Linked DNA regions of Mus musculus: region 2 is linked to region 1. Evidence: chromatin contacts called from public ChIA-PET data. All regions are on one chromosome and are shown on one strand. Each heading gives the region's core, a stretch centred on a gene start, on an enhancer-like site or on the middle of the called end of the contact. The rest is flanking DNA. Distances are from core to core; before and after follow the strand shown. Region 1 holds the start of Mcoln2 (mucolipin 2). Region 2 holds the start of 2410004B18Rik (RIKEN cDNA 2410004B18 gene).

Evidence for each region. ChIA-PET counts read pairs in DNA pulled down with a chosen protein or histone mark.
Region 2: an RNA polymerase II ChIA-PET map of memory CD8 T cells shows a contact between it and region 1, with 1,049 read pairs. The contact joins the promoter of 2410004B18Rik here to the promoter of Mcoln2 in region 1. A contact is called at or near these places in 19 of 39 promoter capture datasets (the 3T3-L1 cell line, 3T3-L1-derived adipocytes, the C10 cell line and 13 more), 1 of 15 datasets of contacts at CTCF or cohesin (large pre-B cells), 8 of 484 Hi-C or Micro-C datasets (B cells, CD8 T cells, LSK cells and 5 more), 16 of 115 datasets of contacts at active chromatin or transcription factors (the 230-238 cell line, DN3 thymocytes, the SCID.adh cell line and 10 more) and 4 of 9 other capture datasets (adipose tissue, liver, macrophages and 1 more).

The regions. Positions count from the first base shown.
Region 1 is chr3:146,147,829-146,151,618 of GRCm38.p6, forward strand. Mcoln2 (mucolipin 2) reads left to right here and starts at 2,005. Exons shown (of 14, transcript NM_026656.5): 1 at 2,005-2,178. The coding sequence starts at 2,102.
Region 2 is chr3:145,935,847-145,939,636 of GRCm38.p6, forward strand. It overlaps 2410004B18Rik (RIKEN cDNA 2410004B18 gene), which reads left to right and starts at 2,168. Exons shown (of 3, transcript NM_025555.5): 1 at 2,168-2,482; 2 at 3,052-3,250. The coding sequence starts at 2,213.

The DNA.
Region 1 (3,790 bases), core at 755-3,254:
AATAGATCTCAAATATACTTATTTGAGATACAAGTTTCATTAGTAACAGCTATTTAGATAAATGTATCTTTAAATTTTATTTAGAGTTTTTAATTAAAATATAATAACATTACTTTTCCCTTTCTTGTTGCTTCTCCAACCCCTCCTGTGTCTCTCTCACTCCCTCTCAAGTAGGTGACCTTTTGATTATTATATATCTTGTTGAGTACACTTTAGTATGGCTTTTGTATATAGGATTTCAGGGCTGACCACTTGACATTGGATATTGGATACATCTGCACTGACTGCTCAGGGGATGCCTTGGAAGAGGGGACAGAATGCTAAACATCAGTTATGAGACCCCCATCTCCTAGAAATGACAGGGACCTCATACCTAGATAAATGTATCTTTTACAACTACCTAGGAAAAGACATATTTTCTCCACCGGTGAGACTGTTTCTAGATTGTCACAGGTGGGAATCTGTTTAGAGAAACATTTGCCAATGAAGAAAGTTACTGGACACCAGCAACTGTTTAATGACCTGTCTTGTCAGTGGGTAGATATAGTAAGAAGAAAGGTTTTGGAGTGTCAGAGACCTAAATAGAAAGAGTTCGTCTGCTAGTGGCTGTTTATGTGACTTGGGAGTAGTAACAAATGTCTGTGAACACATACACTCTCTCTCTCTCTCTCTCTCTCTCTCTCTCTCTCTCTCTCTCTCTCGTGTGTGTGTGTGTGTGTGTGTGTGTGTGTGTGTGTGTGTGTACCCCACACATAGGTATCACTCATGACTTGCAGAGACCAGAGGACTTGCTGGAATGGATTCTCTCTGTCCACCCCATGATTCTGGGGTCAAACCCAGGACTGGCTACACTGGGGGGAGGGGGCAGTGTACAGAATCCTGAGCATGAAGGTACGGTGGGCACTGTGACTTTTCAGACAGACTTTCTCAGACTTTCCATACCCAGTAAGCGTATTTCCTAAAAGAAATTTGGAAAAACAAAAACAAACAAAACTCAAGCATTTTTACCCAGTAGTTTTTGGAAAGTGACTTTTTAAAACAGAGTAGATTTGGAAGGGTGGGGGTGGGGCAGAATATTCCTCAACACCAACAGCCCTTGTGAGGTGCAGACAGGAGGACCAGGTTCAAGGCCAGCGTCAGCTTCATAGCAAGTTGGAGGCCAGTCTCAGTTATATGAGGTTGTCTCAAAAAGCAAAAAACAAAACAAAACAAAAAACAAAAACCTTACACAAAGGGTCCAAAAGGCTCTGTCCAGCTCTTTCTACATAATCCTCTACAAACTGTCCTTTGCCCTAGCTAAACATGGGGACCTTTCGAACACTTCCTAACGCACATAGCCTGGAAACTTAGGGGTTTAGTTAGCTCCACTGCATGGTGACGACAGGAGCCTCTGAGCCGGTTCTGTCCAAAAGGCCCTGCTAGCTTCAGGTTGGGTACTGTAGCCAGGTTCATAGAAACCAATTGTCTTGAAGCCCCTGCTTTCAGGCAACAAGGGGGAAGGGCATAGAGGCCGCTGGGGTGGGCTACTCTGGGCTACTCAGGGGTCAAGCAGACTGGCTGCAGAAAGCTGACTTGGTGGCTGAGGCTGGGGTCTTGCTTTCCACATGCTTGCCCTGTCATCCTAACTACTTGTTAGGGAGTTATCAGAATAAAGACTCCTTAGTGAAGAAACCCATCCCCACGAACTTATTGATTCCAAGAGGGAGGAGCATCCGGTAGAACTCAGTACCAACACTTTACTTGTCCAAAATCCCAGCGTTGGTAGCACGTGCTTGTTGTAATCTTAGTACTCAGGAGGCTGAGGCCGGAGGATTGCTCTGGTTGCCAGTGTGGGCCACATGGTGAGCTCAAAAGAAATGCAATGAACTTTTGAAGGAGTCAGAGGTCTGGGGGCGGGGGTGGGGTGGTGGGGTGGGGAATGGGGCGGGAGGGAGGAGGTCAGGACGGCCAGGGGGGCGGGGTGGACGACGGGCGGCCTCATAGCAGGCTTTCCGGACGACTTCCCTTTATAAGGGCGTCCACTCCACCTGCATCTCGCAGACACCCGTAGGCGGAGCCGGGTGTGGGGACCGTGGGGACTGAGGGAATTTGGGGTCACGTCATGCCCGGAGACGAGGAGACGCTGGACCTGCCTGCGTGGAACCGCGTCCCGGACCTGACTTGGGGTCCCCACCACAGGTGGGTACTCCCCCAGTGGACCATGTCTGGTGGTCGTCTGGATTCCAGCGTCCCCTCCTGGAATATCTCCCGCCGAGAAGGTGTCCCTGAGCTCACACGTGGACCCCATTCTGCCTCGCGTCCGGGCTCTCCGCTACGTAGCAAAAGTCCTTCGTGACAGCGCCCTGGGTCGCCCAGCGCTGAAGGAAGTCAGCGGCCGAGGGTGGGGACGCGGGGGGCGTGGCGGGAGGACAGGGCCACGCGTAGCGACCAGGGTGCACACAGCCGCTTTTCCGCAAAGTCCCGGGGCTGAGATCAGAGCGCTGACTGGAAGGGTAAGAGGCTTTGGTCCCCTAAGGCTTTCATTTGGGGGCCACTGAACCTCTGGGCGGGGAATGGGTCTAGCTCCTTCAGTCCCGGGAGCCCTGGAAAGTTCTGAAGGAGGATGGCTGGCCCTGAAACTGACGGTTTTCCCAGGCAAGAGACCCGGAGAGACAGAGAGGGATCAGATGTTTTATGACTTTTGTTTTTTGGTGTGTATGTGTGTGTGTGTGTGTGTGTGTGTGTGTGTGTTTCTTTCCTGGTGACAGGACTCTGAAAAGATCCTGGTTTGCTCTACCTTAGAGTTCTTGCTACCCCGGGCAAACTAATGCTAACTGCTTGCACTCGGTTAAAAATGAGGCTGATTGTTTGCCTTCCGGAACAAACCGACTTTTTCTTAGGTGGGAGGGTTGCGGTGTGGTCAACCCTGGTTTCCCCAGCTCTATGAAAAGGCGTTCAGTGAAGCCAGGTGGCTCTGCCAAGCGGCCTCTCCTGAGTTTGAATGTCTGCAGCAGCGCAATTGAGCCGGGGAGGTGAGGACAAAGTGGCCTTTGGCTCCTGCTTGCTGCTCTTAAAACAAATAGTGGCGGGCTGTTAAAGTTTTCTAAGGGAGCAGGGAGCGGCCTCTCCTTCCTAGCAGGATGTTCTTGAAGCCAGCAAGGAAACTGAGCCATAGGGAAGTTAGTCTATGATGGCTACCTGAATGGATGCTTTTCTGCAAGGGTGGCATAGACTTCTCAGACCTTCAAAAGACCGGTTTTGAACTATAAAACCATGTTGGTGGGGCTACAGAGGTGTGTTCTTTTCTTTTGTTTTTGTTTTTTTCGAGACAGGGTTTCTCTGTGTAGCCCTGGCTGTCCTGGAACTCACTCTGTAGACCAGGCTGGCCTCGAACTCAGAAATCCCCCTGTCTCTGCCTCCCAAGTGCTGGGATTAAAGGCGCCCGGCCAGAGGTGTTTTCTTGCAAACTCAAAGAACACTGTTGGAGCCAGGTGACAGTACTTGGGACCTGTAATCCCAGTGCACAACAGGCAGGAGACAGGAGGACCCCCCCCCCCCAAAGTTCACTAGCCAGCCAGTCAGCCCTAATTTCAGAGCTCCAGGCCAGTGAGAGACACTGTCTCACAGGAGGTCTGTGTTGTTCCTGAAGATGACACCCACAGTTGTCCCCACATGCACAACACGTGTGCATGCATGTGCACGTACACGAATACACGCGCATCCACGAAAAGAAAACATTGGAGCAACTTTGAGAACGGTGACCAGTTGTGAACGACCCATCAAAATGCCTGCTGTCATGAAACGTGCAAAC
Region 2 (3,790 bases), core at 918-3,417, 210 kb before region 1:
TTTAATTTTCTTTTCAAGGTCAGAACTTTTATTTAAGTCCCATCACTACAGACAACCAACCAGTTTATCCCAGCCCATGTTACCTTTAGTTAATCTGCCCTTTATTAATAATTAATACAGGTCCATTGTAGACAGCTTACATCTTTTATAGTGGGACTTTCTCAGATCCACCAATAGTATAAATAAGGACATGAGACTTCTAATATAGCTTAAAGCTTAGGCCTTTTCCTAGGGCAGTCTCCCGCTAGTTCATCTGACTTAACCTGACACTTGCCGACAACCTGCCACTTGGCTCATGCTGTGCCCTTCTCCCTGTGGTCCCCTTTCTGTACCTACTCTGCAGTCTCCAGTCTCCTCTCTTACCCTTCCTTATTCTCTCTCGAGTTTAGCTTTTGTAAAAAATAAAAAATTTTTGTTACTTTAGTTTTTAGGAACCCATTGCTATTTCTTGCCAAATATTCTTTTTGTTTTCTTTTTAAGATTTATTTATTTTAAGCCAGGCAGTAGTGACACACACCTTTAAACCCAGCACTTGGGAGGCAGAGGCAGGTGGATTGCTGAGTTCGAAGCCAGCCTGGTCTACAGAGTGAGTTCCAGGACAGCCAGGACTGCACAGAGAAACCCTGTCTCGAAAAAAAATATTTATTTTATGTAGATGAGTATAATGTAGCTGTCTTCAGACACCAGAGGAGGGTATCAGATCCCATTGCAGATGGTTGTGAGCCACCATGTGGTTGCTGGGAATTGAACTCAGGACCTCTGGAAGAGCAGTCAGTGCTCTTAACCCCTGAGCCATCTCTCCAGCTCTCAAGTTTAAATTTTTAATGCTAGAGATTCTTTACCCCATCTAAGAGCCTTCTGCCAGCCCAGCATCTTGATGCTACTCTAAAGTTTCCTGGACATCCTGGGGTTTCACTTGTCCATGTACCTTCCCTATGGTTTTTCCCCAAACTCATTATATAAACAAGCACGGCCACGGGTGTCGGAGCCTTGTACATTCACCCCATTTCCACCACGCGCTGAGATTACAAATACACACCACCATGCCCAGTTTATATGGGTGCTGGTACTGGAACCCAGTACCAGGCAGCGAGCTCTGCCTCCTGAGCTGCACTGATTTGGTTCATGTTTCCGGAGGGTAACCGGAAGCTCTGAATGAGGACTCCTCTGGACCGCTCCTCGCCCATCTTCCCTTGGTTGGACTTATGCTATATTTGCTGCAGTAAACTGTAGCTATATACACGTGGTTACTCAGCTTTCAGCGGGTTCTACAATTTTGTCACATTACCAGGCTGGAGGGTGCGTGAGGGGACCCTGAATTTGCTAATGATGTCAGATCTGAGGATGATTTGGGTAACCCAGGACTTTGTACTTTGGGAACAATTGTATCTCTGTCAAGTCTAGGTACTTGGACGGAAGGAAGTTTTTCTAGAAACACTCAGACCTATTATCTCAGAAATTACAACCCAGCAATATTCCTTGATGTACTCCAGGGACGGTCACCAAAATAAATACTAGGAATATAAACCTGAACAAGGCAGTCTAGCCCGTTCCATTACCAGACTTCGTATTTTTCTGTAGAATTTAGCAGATAAGAATCAGACCAAATGGCAAGTTATTAATGACTATGTCACCTCTGACCAGGCATTTTTAACTGGGATCTAAATATTTACAATGGTACCAACTTGGGGTGGGGGGCTGTAAAATTTCACCATTGACCTCTAGTTTGTGGCAATACTCCGGTCTCATCTTCTCAAGTGCTGGGGTTAGAAGTGTGCGCCCCCACCCCCTGCTTGCTTGTTCTTACTGTTTGGTAGACAACGTCTCCTGCACTGTATTAGCTGTTAAGAAAGGACTTACATGCACCTCGCTGGCCCTCAAATTTGCCTAGGATTATAGGTATGCATGTTTGGTTTTTCTCTGCTTTAAATTACAAGCCCAGAGTGTGACTGTGGCCACTGATTTCCCTCCGGGTATCCTAAGGCTCCCGCTGCTTTTTCCCAGAGATCCTTAAGAAAAAACAAATAAATAACTTGCTTGAGGGCTGTGGAATCCCCGCCTCCAGCATCCTTCCAATCTCCGCCCATGAGTAGGAGCGCGGCTCCGCCGCTAGGGGGCGCAAATGGATAACTCGCCAGCCTGGGGGGCGGGATCAGCCGTGGCTTCCGGCTTCCGGCTTCCGGCCGAGAGAGGGTGGGAACCCGCGGCCGTCATGGCAGCCGAAGAGAAGGACCCGTTGAGCTACTTCGCGGCTTACGGGAGCAGCAGCTCCGACTCGTCGGATGAGAACAGCGAGCCGGAAGACGCGGGTCGCAAGGAGGCGGCCTCGGCTCCGACGACGGGCGGCCGCGGGAAGCAGGCGGAGAAGCGGCTGCCCGGCCCGGACGAGCTGTTCCGCAGCGTGACCCGCCCGGCCTTCCTCTACAACCCGCTCAACAAGCAGATCGACTGGGAGCGGCATGTGGTGAAAGCGCCGGAGGAGGTGAGATCCCCGGCCCCGCGGCCGCCCCGGGGCCCGACGCCCGCTTGCCCCTCCGCCCGCTCGCCCACCCCCGGCTCGCACTCAGCCCGCGCCGCGCCGCGCGTCCCCACGGCCCCGGGAGCCCGGGGGGTGTCAGCCCGGGCCCGCCCCTCCGCGCTCGGGGGTCCCAGCCGGGCGACGACTAACGGTGGTGACTCCCCGCCCCCCGCTGCAGCTTCTCCCCGAGACCCCTTCCCTTTGACGCCGAAGTGCCTGCGCTGCTGCCTCCAAGACAGCGTCTCTGCTGCAGCCTCCTGAAGGGGTCAGCCTGGCCGTAGTATCTGGGACTGCATCCTCCTTTGGTAACTAAAAGTTATTAGCTTTATTTATCCAGGGAACCCTTTGACTTTTTCACCTAACAGTGTTGTGATGTTGATGGAAAAAAAAAAGTGTCTTTTAAGCCTAAAGGATTTTAAAAAAGAAAGAAAGAGGAAAGTCAGCCAGAATGATGAGCAGGGAGGTGCATGCGCTCGTATCCATCGCGGGAACCTCGGTTCGTCACAGGGTTTCTTAATGTGCTTACTCGACAGCCTCCAAAGGAGTTCAAGATCTGGAAGTCCAACTGCGTGCCGCCCCCAGAGACCTACACTACTGAGAAGAAGCCGCCGCCGCCAGAGCTGGACATGGCGATCAAATGGTCGAATATCTATGAAGACAATGGAGACGATGCCCCACAGAACGCCAAGAAAGCCAGGCTTCTGCCTGAAGGGGAGGAGACAGTGGAATCAGGTAAGAGAGAGGAGTGTTGTTGTTTAAGATTTCAGCACTCAGAAAGAAGAAAATCCTTCCGGACAAGGTTTACAGCCTAGTGAGTTGGAAGGCTTGCCCAGAAATTGTCTTTGGATGCTAACGGTCTTTCGATCGTTCGGGTTTTTTGTTTTGTTTTGGGGGGAGACAAGGTCTATGTAACCTGAATGTTCTCGGAACTCATTATGTAGACCAGTCTCTTGAGTGAGGCCAGCCCAGCCTGTCTGTGCCTCAGTATCTCAGTGCTAGGACTGAAGGTGTGTGCCAGCAACCCACGTTTCCGCTCCGTTTGTAAGGATTCTGCCTGAAAGTAGTCTCAGAGGTCTCTGGGTATGATGCCTTATTAGAGCGGCGGGTGTGAACTCGCTCGCGGGTCCTTGTCCTGCATTTGTGACCCACTGAAGGCTTCGCTTCTGTTGAGACAGCAGTGCTTCAGCTAATCAGGGTTGCAGCGTGAAGCAGCTGTGTAGGAGCAGGCCTGGAGTGGTTTGATTTCCTTGCCTTGTTGGTAATCTCGTTTCT